Regions from separate parts of the Zea mays genome. Here all the other regions are linked to region 1. The links are chromatin contacts, called in public Hi-C maps. All regions are on one chromosome and are shown on one strand. Each heading gives the region's core, a stretch centred on a gene start, on an enhancer-like site or on the middle of the called end of the contact. The rest is flanking DNA. Distances are from core to core; before and after follow the strand shown.

Region 1 (4,110 bases), core at 630-3,129:
TGGGGAAAATGCGAAAGCGAAACCACTGCGCGCAGAAGACCCCCTTTTTCAAGAAAGGGCTCCCCGCGCACCCTGGAGAAATCCGCTTGGCGCACACCTAGCGCCCGAACAACTCAGTCGCTGACAGAGGGGCCCGAACCCACAAGTCACGTGGCTGAGGCGCTGGCCTCCATGCGTAGGAGAGGCAAACCGCCGCGCTCGCTCCCATGTCGCCTCGGGGCCACCGCCGGAGGATATTCTCAACATAGGCGAGGCCAGCAGAGCACCCCACGCATGCGGGGCACGACCGAACCGCCATGCGTGGGGGCCACGCGCCGGTCGACCGCGAAAACCGGCACGACGATTGGTGTGGCCAGTAGCAAGCTGACAGCATGCGCGCGCTGGGTTAGTACGGCGCGCGCTAAGAAGATGCCCTAGTCACGCTATGCTTACGCAGGATACATGTTTTGGCCCCACCTACAGGCTCGCACCCTCCCCTGAGGTGGGCCCCGAGGCCACTGTCGGTACCTCGAGACAGGGGTACCCCCTTCTGTAGTATGAAGACGCTGTACCCGTACGACACCCCCAGGTCACACGAGGAGTAGCGCCCGACCCCACCACATGGGCAGGGCTAGGAGCACCACGTGGCAAGGAAAGATAAGACTCCCCAGGGTGCATTGATAGGTCCGGACCTCCGCGGAAGGACACCGGACCCCTGTACGAATGGGTCCGGAGCTCCCAAGAGGGCATGCTGGGTCCCTCGGGTAAGCCCCAGGTCCCTCCGAGTAAGGACCGGGCCTTGGCAAGGCTGACCAGTCTGTTGGCGAACAGTGCGCCCGTTCCGAGCGGCACACTGTACTCATCATCCCTTCTGCAAGAAGCTTCCCCTGCACGCCGAGGATACAGAGATCTCGGGCGTCAGGACACAAGAAGATTGCCTCGGCAACAAACATTAGTGGCTCCAAGCGCTATATTCTTTATGTCCCTGAGCCCACATGTCGGGGCCCAGCACTTTTGTGCATGCCCCCTTCAGCTATAAAAGGGGAGGCATGCGACGCTACACAGGAGAGTCCTTTAAGATCACACCTAGACTCGCAAGCTCATACAAGCTCACAAGCAATACATCTCATAGTGGAGTAGGGTATTAAGCTCCGGCGGCCCGAACCACTCTAAATCCTTGTGTGTTCTTGAGTTCTTCCCGTTTATTCCAACTGTCAAGCAAAACGCCTAAGCCCCCTCATCTTAGGATTTAGGGTGTGTGCACTCCGCCATCCGGCCGGAGATTTACTCTCTGACAGAATACATTGTTATCTTTTCGACAATAGAGATAAAAGTGAGTATTTAAATTGTTAGGGAAAATTTAATATTTTAGAATAAATATGTATAAAATTTGATGCCGGTCTCTTCTTATGTTATCAAGCACACTATTATAAATAAGAATAGAATCCTGCATAAATTGTCTTATCCAATATTTGCTATGTACAACAAAAAAGTGAAAAAAATATAAATACGTATTTGTATCCGAATTTTATTTTTCATTTAAGAAGTTATATAATAAATTTAAGATTTATCTTTTATAAATCTTAAAAGCTCAATACTAAAGACAAGGATACGATTTTATGTAGCAGTTTCAAGAAAAAATAAAAAATAAATATTTAAATAAGTATCCGTTTTGATGCTACATGACAAGACCCGAAGGATGGCCGGCCACTCATCGGTCATCACATCACAAGTCTGAAATATCTCGGTGGTCACGCTGAACACAATCCTCACTCCAAAAGCGCGCAGAAAACCCCAAGCCCAAACCCAGGCCACGACCACAACCTACAGTACAACTCGGCAGCACCGCCAGCCCGAGCCACGATATTTGCGCTGCGCCTCGCCTCCGCGAAGCAACGCGGACGCCGTGCCTTGCATTTCCCTTTCACAAAACCAAAATCCAAAACAAAGAGGAGAGCGTCCTCCTATCCTCCCCTTCCCCTCCCCCGCGGCCATCTCACCCCGATGGCCTCGGCCCCCTTCCCGCCAGTCGCGGCGTCGGCGGCCTCCGCGCCGCCGCGCCTGGCCCCGCGCCACCCCTTCGCTGCTGCCGCAGCCGCGCGCCGCTCCTCGCTCTCGTTCCGCCCCGCCGCGCGCCGGCCCGTTCTCCCGCTCCGCTCCTCCGCGGTCGCGGCTAACACCCTCCGCTGCACGCACCGCCGCGCCGTCTCATCCAGGCCCGTGCTTCCGACCGTGCCGGTTCCAATTTGTTGGGTCTATCGGTGGGCTCGCGTCGCCCCTCCGCTCGCTCTCATCGCCGTATTGCGTGCCTCGCAGGTCGAGGAGACGCGCGCAAGAACTCGGCGCGGCGCCCGCGTTGGCTGCGTCGACCTGGGGCGTCGGCGAGGAGAAGGGCGGTTGCCTCTCGTGCTTCCCCAAGAGTAGGCGGGGCAGGTCGGGGCTCGCGAGGTTCGCGCCGTGCGCGCTCCCGCACGCGTCGGGACTATCGTTTCGCAGCCGGTTGAGCGGGTCCAAGGTTCGTTCTCATCTGTTGCTTTGGATCGACAGCTGAAGTGAATTGTCAGATTAGGAATCATGATGCCGATTTCCTTAGTTTTGGATTGAGACATTGAGTGCGATAAGGACTAAAGAGGTGCTTAGTGCCTTACTTCCATGGCTACCTTTTCTTTGCTTGCATGCCAATCGTGTGTGATGGATGCAACGGGCATATCGTCAGTTCAGAACAATAAATGCACATATTCGGATTGGAATATCTGTCCTCGGCAGTACAACATTAAGTGGTAGAACCGTGCCTTTTCTTATCATAAAACAAATTAAGGTTCTCCCCATCTCTGGAATCTACAGAAGGAGCAATCACATTTGTTTTTGAATATCTGGTAGCCTAATCGTTCAATGAACATCAAAATTCGAACTTAGTGAGAGGTCTTGTGCAGTAGTACCAAGTATCATATCATTGTAACAAGCATCAATTTGCCAGGATAGTTTTCATATCTCATCAGTATCTTGATGGTGCAGCTCAACCATTCTTGTTGTATTGATAGTGTTATTTAGTTTCTAGGGCTGTCATATGTTCGTTCCAAATTCCGATGCACTTACTCCTGTATTTTTTAGAAAGATTAGAAGGAGTGTTTTTGCTAAAAAATTAAGGAAACAACAAGGTTACATTGTGCTCCAGAATATAATCTGATCTCATGTCCATGTCATCTTTGTGTCCTTTTAAGGGCCCTGTAGAATGTGGACATCCTTTTGCTAAATCAATTCTTTGATAATTTTCAGGTCAAGCCTAGCCATATATTGCACGCCGCTGGACCTGATGAACCACATGTTGCAAGTCCAACATGGTCTGATACTTCCCTTGATACACGTGACATGGATCATGCTATTAGTAAGGAGGAGCTTGAAGATGTTCTCAACACTCCGCTTCCTGAGCATCCGAAGCTAATTCGTGGTCAATTGAAGAATGGACTTCGGTATCTTATCTTACCAAATAAAGTTCCAGCAAACAGGTTAGAAAATCTTTTTTCTGCTCACATCTGTTAGTTTTTATATATGGCAAAGGACTTCCTCTGTACAATTTCACCCTTGATTTCCATACAATGATTGGAACTTTGATGGTTTTCTGTACTTTTTAATTTGATTGGAGTTACTTGAAAGTTGACAACTATGGGTGGAGTCTTTAACATCTGAACTAATGTGAGGTGTTTATTTGATTTGTTGAACATCAGAACTGTGTAATAGTAAATAAATCAAGCGACAAATATTATCCTGATGCCCATTTCATGCTAAATTTCATGCAACTGTGAAGCAACCAAACATTGTTATGATATACGTGTAGAATTTGTATATTATTATGGTTTCATCTAGCTATTTTGCAGGTTTGAGGCTCACATGGAAGTTCATGTTGGATCAATTGATGAGGAGGAGGATGAGCAAGGAATTGCCCATATGATTGAACATGTCGCGTTTCTTGGCAGTAAAAAACGTGAAAAACTTTTGGGGACAGGTGCGAGGTCTAATGCGTATACAGACTTCCACCATACGGTGTTCCATATCCACTCTCCAACTAAAACAAAGGTCTTTACTTTTCTGTCCTTATTTCTTTGTGGAACTTATCAGTGTCTATTTCCAATT
Region 2 (4,225 bases), core at 930-3,429, 130 kb after region 1:
GCAGGACGACACCGCGATGGCTGCTACGATCAATGAAGGTATGTACACTTATTCCTCTAGTAGAATAGATCTACTCATAATCGAGGATTTACAATTACGGATTGGTATTTTAGGGGCTTAGGAATCGATCCTAGGCACCATAGAATCTAACACGACCCACACCGAATCATTAGATTACTATCATGGAACAGAATACATGACACAGTGTAAAGCAACGTCTAACTTTTATTCCATTGTAACACACATGTATATTTTCCAACCAATTATAATCTATCAATAAATATTGTCTCAATTCTAAAATAAATAGATTCTAAGATTTTAAATTTGACCAAAAAGAACAACATTCTTAAAATATATGGGCATTATTAGCATCGAGTGTGTTGGTTCCTCGTTTTTTATTCCTGTAAGATATAAAAACAAGACAACACGAGAAAATTAATATTGGACTTCGTCCTTTAGTTAACTCTTTTTTGAGATTAATTAAAGGAAGAAGATAGGAAATATAAAATGACTTCGACAGGAATAAATTATGAAATGTAGAAGATAAAATAGATTTGTATTAAAACACTGCTTCATTCTTGGCATTATAATCAATAATTACAAATACACCTTTTACTTTACAGATGACAATGTGAAGGCAAGAAAGCGAGCAAGCCAATTCGCCCCAAACAAAAAAGTGTCCCATGCATGATATTGTGCTCCTATTTATAGTGTCGTGGGGTACATCTTCATCAAAATTACAATTACGATCTTAAGTCTATACATATGAACTATAAAGATGATTAGGGGTATTATCGTATTTTTCTTTGATAACCTTGTGGAACAAGTCTTAGGGGTCTCGCTCTTCTCTTGTTAGCTTCTTCGTTGTAGGCGCATGGCGTAGATCTGATGCTTATAGCTTCGCCTTTGCGGTCGTGATCATGGCTAACCATCTCCGAACGAAGGTTTCCTTCGGCATTTACACAGTTATACCTAAAACAAACTTAAGAATTATTGGTTGATTAGTATTTCGAGGACCTTCGCCTACGGAGCCCCCCCAACAGAGTGTATAAAGTAATTATGGGTGTTTGTAAACAATAACTATCATATTCAGGAGAGATCCTTAAGAACATCTCCAATAGTTACGACGACGTCTTGATATAAGAGGTTGTGTCTAGCAATGGCGGCATCAAGGCATCTGCGCTGGAGATGGATTTGTGGTAATAGGACAGTGGGACAACGCAAAACAGTGGCAAAAGTATGATTTTTGTGATTGATTTAGTACCGACGTTGATTTATGGAGTCCTATCTAGGTAAATCTAGGGATGAAATTGAGTTTTGTAAGAAATTTGTAAATTTAAAGAACTGATTTACATAACTATTGGACAAGAGTTTTTATAGAAAACTTATTAAGTTTATATTTAGGGACTTATTTATTTAACTAATGGAGATGCTCTAAGGATAGAAAAGGAGATGAGTACAGGTCCATTGTACGCGCATATTCTGGCGTTGTCGCGCTCGTCCTGCTCAAAAAGCTAGTGGGTGGGAGTGGGACATCGGGACGGCGACGCGAGCGGGCTGCCTGAGTCGCCCGGGAACTGCTTGCGCGCCTTTTTCGCGGATGTGCTTTCCTTCCCGTTGTTACGAAATACGCTACGGCACGACCGCCTGAGGCGCGTGATTTTTATCCTTGGGCAGCGCCTGCGAAATCGCCTGTAGCTTTACTTTCAGTTGGGAGCTAGTTGGAGGGCCGTTAGGTTCGTTGGTGGTCCCATCCATTCTTTGTCCAAGTGTTGTCAAACACGACGAGGCAGACTGGACTTGCACTCGCAAGGACGGTCCTCGTTTGAGCCAAAGCATTATTTGTACCATAGCTGTATAGCATAACTTATAAATCTAAAACTAAACTAAACTTAATAGGAAATAATCCTATTAAGGATCGTCAGTCGTCTACTATGTAACAGAGTAAGTAGCTCGTACGTGTTTACATTAACTAAACTAAACTTTAGTCCATAATTTTGAACGGCAAAAAGAAGGTCTAAACATGTATAACTTATGGACTAACAAAAACTAATGGAGACTGATAAATATATACTCGTACAACTTATTAGATTTTTTTAACTCATCTATATTCAGCCTATTATTCAACGCCAAACTAAGTGCAGCTGGGCCTCGCGACGGCCAGCCATCGGGAGGATGGGCCAACTACCTAGACAGAACGCTACCTTCTTCGCACCCAAATGTCATGCCATGTATTTGGTATAGCATAGCCGCTACTTGTTGAAAAAAAATAATTTATCTGGAAAAAATTGAGGAAAAATAGATTTTTTGCTTATTGTTTGTTTTTGTTGTAATTCACTCCCACTTATTACTTGTCAGTGTTCCTTTTAGGTAGATATGGATTGAATCCATTTTGATTTTTGTGTATAAGCAAAGTTGTTTGGTATCAGTGTTTTGATCCGAGGGTCCTAACCAACGAGTGAATTTGTGCTACATGTCCCGGTTTAGATGAGTGATGCAAAAAGACACAAGATTTATCCTGGTTCGAGCAATAGAAGGTCCTACTTCCAGCGAGAGAGATAAGACTTATATTATCTTGCGCCTAGGTGCTCATAGTAGGGGGTACAAGTTGGTAGAGGGAGTGGATCTCAAATCTCTGTGATTGATTGAGGCTAGTGCCAATATCGAAAGTGGAGGGCAAACGGTGAAGTGTTGTCCTGTGTCTTCTGGGGACTCTGGACTCCTCCTTTTATAGCCACAAAGGGAGGAGCCAAGGGGTACAAAGGTCGCCGTAATGTTGAGGGGGGGAGGGCATAAATCCGAGCCCCTGTAGCATATGGCCGTCGGGATAGCCCCTGTCCTAGCTGTTGTTTTTTATCAGGAGGAGGATGTTTGGTTCCTGTATCCCATGTTTTGACTAAGCAGAGAGCCGAGGCCAGGGTCGGGGGCTCGGATGCTTACCCGAGCCCATCCTGTGGACGAGATGTTTGAGCCGTAGTGGTTGAAATATCAGGTCCTTGAAGTTTCTTTCTTGAATGGTCAAATATCTAGTTTCTTCAATATAGTCCAGGGGTTGCACTACAAGCTTGGTGTTCTCAATTGTGCTTACAAGGTTAGGTAGGCTCTTGTGTCATAATTTGACTGCCTTTCTTGTTCGTTTAAATTTGGCCATTAGCTGCATGGCAGGGTCTTGTTGTTGAGTTGGCTGATTCCAAGTTGTTTGAACTACAGCCGGAAGATCATCATATTGCAGCCAAACATTCTCAAATTGTACGGCCGATTTGACCATGCCAAAAGAAAAACAGCTCAACTCAAGAAAATTGCACCTTATCACTCATATATAAATTGACAAACATTTTTTTAGGTCGTAAGTTAGACCGTTTCTAACAGTTCACTCATATGGTCACTCAAAACATTATTTTGTACTGTAAACTATATTGTCCATAGAGTGGAGTTTAAATATGGGGATGATGATAACTAAAATGCTAGATATAGCCTTACATACACCCCCACAAGGTATTTCTTCCCCATATCTTTCTTCAATTTCTGATGGTACACAAACATATACATACGCCATACTTGTGTGTGTATATACATACATACATACACTCTGTTTACATCAGATTAAGCTCCTAATTAAGGAGGAGATTAACAAAAACTCTTAGCTTCGCACCACAACGCTAATAAACGCATTGGGTGGCGGAGGCAAGCAGGCAAATACTACAAACTGAGATAAATACATGATGCTTGTTCCTTTTCACATATCAATCTCGACCACTACTACTACTAGCCAAGCTAATAATGAAATCCAAACCCTACCTACGTTTCTATCTCCTTTTTTGAGATTATGTCTATACAGATACTGACAACCCTTGTCAATATACTGGCATGTACATATATCTTTCGCCTACATTATTTGTGTAGTGTATGTATGCATGTATACAACTATATATCTATTATGTAACAAGCTATAGCTCTAAACATATGTACCTAGCTATATATGGTGACCTACCACCAGCAGCAGATTTTGGATCACTTCACTGCTCAGACCTGATGAGTGTCACACAGCATCATCTCGTGCTGGCTGAAGAGTTTTACTGTATTATTTTAAAGGTTGACGACGACGACGACTGGGTGTTGCACTCCAACCGCTGGAGGAGCTTAGACGAGCGAGCTAACCGTAGAACGGGGCGCGGTGGGGGATGCCCTTCCTCCTGGACGGCCGGCACCGGTTGATCGGCGGTGT
Region 3 (4,487 bases), core at 906-3,405, 200 kb before region 1:
CAATAACATGTTAAATCAAGAGAATAAATGAAATGATACGGAATTTTCACACATGCTTGCTAGATTGAAATATCAAGCAAAGTTTAATTTTATGGTGTTTTTTACCTTTTTTTTACATAGAACCCTTTCTATATTACAGGTTTTTTCTTTCGGAAATCTCTTCTATTGAAGTATTTGGTCAGAATAGTATTTTTTTTAACAAACTATAGGATGCTCTGTGTCTCGGAGCAACATCGCCTTTGATGATAAAATAACAGGTTCCAATCGTACTGTGATGCACTAATAGCAAAATGATCGCATGCCGATGTACTTTAAAGGTAGTATAATCTACCGTGGAAACGTCTGCCCCACATGAAGCTTCTAGCAATAAACAAAATTGTCTAAATCTCCACCATGCATTATTGCGTTTAACGATACATGTCATGTGAAAGCTACAACTATCATTTAACACCACTCAAATATATAGATCCATATCGAATTCAAAAAGGAATAGACCAACTTCCATACACTGGCGGACAAAGAATTTACTTAAAAGACATGACCCACATTTTTTTCATATATAACTTTAGTAAAACTGTTTGATTCTTTAATATGACTAGATAATCGTACAAAAGATTATTACTCATTTTATATATTCTATAATGATCCTGGAGCTATTAATGATCAGTGGCCTACTATTTGATTCGCTATAAGAAATTTTTTATAAAATAGAAGGCAATGGAAACCAGAAAAACTGGTGCTTTATAAGAGTAGAAATTTATTAACAACAAAAACGGTTTTTCTTGACTATATAATTTTCACTTCTTTATTATTTTGTATATTATATCTAAAGGTGCTATCATCTGTTTTAGATAATAAATGTTACCTATAATAACGTATAGGATGGGGTATCCAGTATTTGCAATGATAGAGATGAGAGCAACTACAAGCCACTCTTTATATCCTTTTTGAATAATTGATATGAATAGAGATTTGTGTGAAAAAAATATTCTCTAACAGTTTTATTTGGTTATCGAAATATACTGGCCTTTTATTTCAGATCTGTGCCTGTCAAGAATAAAAAAATGATCCTCTAAAGTACACGAAAAGTACAATAAGATATATAAAACTATCAGAGAGCAAAAAGATATAGAAACCAATTTTATGCAAATAGCCCGATAAATGGTAATTTAAAGTCTGTTTATATTATCTAATCGAAACTTAAGTTTTTAATTAAAGCTCTATACAAACAATCTAAGGGGATGTTTGGTTTATAAGGACTAATTTTTAACCTCTACATTTTATTATATTTTAGTTCCTAAATTGCTAAATATGAAAATTAAAATAGAGTTTTAGTTTACTTATTTGGCAATTTAAAGATAAAAATATAATAAAGTAGAGGGACTAAAAATTAGTACCCATTAAACTCTAAATTTTCCTCTTATTTTTAGTCTATCTTATATTAGAGAGCTTAAAAACTAAACTAAAGTGCTTTAAAACTTTTAGAGATAGAATCACTTTATAATTATTAGAGCTTGAAAGTTTAGAAGAGAAAATCTAAATAGTTTTCATTAGACCAGAGTAAGATTTTAGAAGACTTCTGGCATAAGGACGTGAGGGCCACACCAAGCAACCAGACACGCCCTTTGGCAAAAGGGAAAAGCGCCACTTTCTCCGCTTCTTTTTTATGATCCCTTCGTCTCTTCTCTTCGGAGTAGTTGGGAAGCTAGAGAATCAAACGAGATTGGTGATGCTAAAATCTACTGCTTATTTAATTTTAAATAAAAACTAATTTGATAATCCTATTTTTAAGAGATTTTTATTTTATTAAAATAAAAATAAACTAATTTATTTTTAAAAATAAAAATAAACTAATTTATTTTTAAAAATAAAAATTCTTTAGAAAAATAAAATGGTCAAACTAACCTTAAAAAAGAGATTTTATTCTCTCTAATTATCTCCGGTTTTTGGACTAGCCCTTTGTGTCCCACTCGCCACCCCTATATTCTCTATTTCTCTCTCCCGCGTTCTCCACTTCTCGTCTCCTTCCTTCCGCTTCCTCCGTCCCCTGGCGGCCTGGCCCCTGCGGTTTCTGGTTGTCCCTCACGCCAATGTAGCTTGCCCCTGTTTTGTTGCTTTGACCACCTTAAAAACCTCAGGGCCTTCAAATATACTCACCGAATCACATCCTGTCACGCCTCCTGCTCAAATTCCTAACGCCCGAGAAACCAAGAACCGGGGTGAGGCCGCTGTGCGACGCCGTCACCTTCACCTAATCCCAACTTCCCCACTAGTCCTCAAGTGTCTCTCTTCTTCTCTTCGGTTACAAGAGCAGACCGGAGTTACCGGGCGGTGGAGGCCGCGATGAAGAGCCCTCCTGTCATGGATCCCGAGGCGCCGCCATCGCCGCCGCTGCCGGGCACTCCTCCCGATGACGAGGTATGGTGGACCGGGGTTGCCTGGTGTTTCGAAGGTCCAATCTTGTCGGGCGGCTCTTGTTCGCCGTCGCCGTGGCTCCTGAATCTCAGAATGCCCTTGTCCGTCGGTTTTCTTGCGATCTTGGAGGGTTCCGGTCCTGAAATGTGCTGATTTCTTTTGTTTGTGTGGCTGTGCTGTGCCCGCAGGAGGAGAAGCGGGGAGGACGGAACGGGGTGCCATGGCGGATGACGCTGAGCCTGGCGTACCAGAGCCTTGGCGTGGTTTACGGCGACCTCAGCACGTCGCCGCTGTACGTGTACAAGGCGGCGTTCGCGGAGGACATCCAGCACACGGAGAGCAACGAGGAGATCCTCGGCGTGCTCTCCTTCGTCTTCTGGACGCTCACGCTCGTCCCGCTCCTCAAGTACGTCTGCGTCGTCCTCCGCGCCGACGACCACGGCGAAGGAGGCACCTTCGCGCTCTACTCCCTCCTCTGCCGCCACGCGCGCGCCGCGCTCCTCCCGCCAGGACGAACCGCCGCCGGGGACGAGGACCAGTTCTTGGACGGAGCCGACGGTGGCACCAAGAAGGCTACGGCGCAGAACGGCAATGCAGTGACGCTGGGCGGGGGCGCTGCTGCCAGCGTCAGGAGGCTGCTGGAGCGGCACAAGGTGCTGCAGCGTGTGCTGCTCGTGCTGGCGCTGGTGGGCACCTGCATGGTGATCGGCGACGGTGTGCTCACGCCGGCCATCTCCGGTGAGTGAGTCAACGAACGCCTTTCGCCTTGCCTGATGGCTGATGGGCTCCGCTGCTCTCGACTTGTTTGGGCTGTGTTGCTGTGCTGTGTAGTTCTGATTCTGACATGCTGCTCTGCTGTTGCAGTGTTCTCTGCAGTTTCCGGGCTGGAGCTGTCCATGGAGAAGGAACATCATAAGTGTAAGGATCCAATCATCGCCCTCCTATTGATTTTGTATTTGTTGAGTCTAGATTTGTCTTTGTAGCTTTATAGGTACTGTTCATCGATTCAAGTTGTTAGTTAAATGCATCAGGGTCCACCTTAAAGTTTCCTGATGCAATCATACAATTGTGTTCCGGACTTGGTTTCAGCGACTTCTTAACTGTGAGATGTGTGCAAGAGTGGATTTGTGGTATTTGGAGTTTCTCATAGGAAAAGGTGGTCAAATCAGATGCCATGTAACTGAACAATTTGGTTCGCAGAAGTTGTAATGGCAGGGTGTGAACTGTTGAACACAATCACCTCGAGTTATCTCTCTGTTTAATCAAAAGATGTGGTGTAGTATACAGTTAATCCTGGAAGGTCTTTAATTGTTTAACCGGGACCAGGAACAGGAACAGATCATCAAAGATGATGGATCTTTTAGTAGTGATGTATACTGACAGTTTCTATGTGTAGCAAAATCGAACTTTTGGTCAGCATTCATGCTACAATACATGGAACTACTTACTTGTTTCAAGGTATAGTAGGTAGCAGTCTTAAACTGAACTACTCGTCAAAGTGGAAGGAAAATGGTTCTCAAGTAAGATATGCTACCCAAATTGATGTTATGTTTTAGTATATGAAAGTGGGATGGCAGAAAGATGGTACCACGTTGTAAGATTCAGGAACCTGGGAAAAGGGCCACCTGTGCTGAAAGAAGTTCACATTTGTCAAGGTCTAAATTGTGAGGCAAAGGACCTTATTCTTGACTTTTAAATCAATAATTTTTTCCTTTGTCAAGTTAAGCATGACTTTACTTTATTCTGATTCCTTTTTGTGTCGATAAGGTGCTGTTCTGTTCCAAGTCCCTTCTAACTGTATGAAGTTCTGCTAATGTGAATCTGCAGATGTGGAACTTCCTATTGCCTGTATCATACTGGTTTGCCTGTTTGCACTGCAACACTATGGTACACACCGGGTTGGCTTCATTTTTGCTCCAGTAGTGGTCACATGGCTCCTATGTATAAGCGTTATTGGTGTTTACAATATTATTCACTGGGAACCCACTGTATATCGAGCATTATCTCCGTATTACATGTACAAGTTCTTGAGGAAGACACAGAGAGGAGGTTGGATGTCCCTGGGAGGAATA

The links. Hi-C and Micro-C count contacts between places; a contact is called where the count stands out from the background.
Region 2: a Hi-C map of leaf shows a contact between it and region 1, with 1.9 times the contacts expected there. The contact joins the enhancer-like site here to the promoter of LOC103638768 in region 1. A contact is called at or near these places in 3 of 25 Hi-C or Micro-C datasets (all in leaf).
Region 3: a Hi-C map of leaf shows a contact between it and region 1, with 2.6 times the contacts expected there. The contact joins the promoter of LOC100281081 here to the promoter of LOC103638768 in region 1. A contact is called at or near these places in 16 of 25 Hi-C or Micro-C datasets (bundle sheath, ear, endosperm and 6 more) and 1 of 3 datasets of contacts at active chromatin or transcription factors (leaf).

Annotation. Positions count from the first base shown.
Region 1 is chr9:104,183,687-104,187,796 of Zm-B73-REFERENCE-NAM-5.0, forward strand. LOC103638768 (Stromal processing peptidase chloroplastic) reads left to right here and starts at 1,880. Exons shown (of 25, transcript XM_008661586.3): 1 at 1,880-2,195; 2 at 2,296-2,494; 3 at 3,256-3,485; 4 at 3,855-4,053. The coding sequence starts at 1,984.
Region 2 is chr9:104,314,467-104,318,691 of Zm-B73-REFERENCE-NAM-5.0, forward strand. LOC103638770 reads right to left here. Exons shown (of 4, transcript XM_020544073.3): 4 at 3,482-4,225. The coding sequence ends at 4,154. Among protein-coding and RNA genes, the nearest start is that of LOC103638770, 6.6 kb to the right of the region's middle. Within about 2 kb of position 2,180, at least 16 of the 20 cell types and tissues checked have an H3K27ac peak or open chromatin away from gene starts, as enhancers often do. A contact at or near this core is called in leaf, where this site is marked.
Region 3 is chr9:103,979,093-103,983,579 of Zm-B73-REFERENCE-NAM-5.0, forward strand. LOC100281081 (potassium transporter 10) reads left to right here and starts at 2,156. Exons shown (of 9, transcript NM_001154000.2): 1 at 2,156-2,418; 2 at 2,604-3,153; 3 at 3,280-3,333; 4 at 4,243-4,487. The coding sequence starts at 2,344.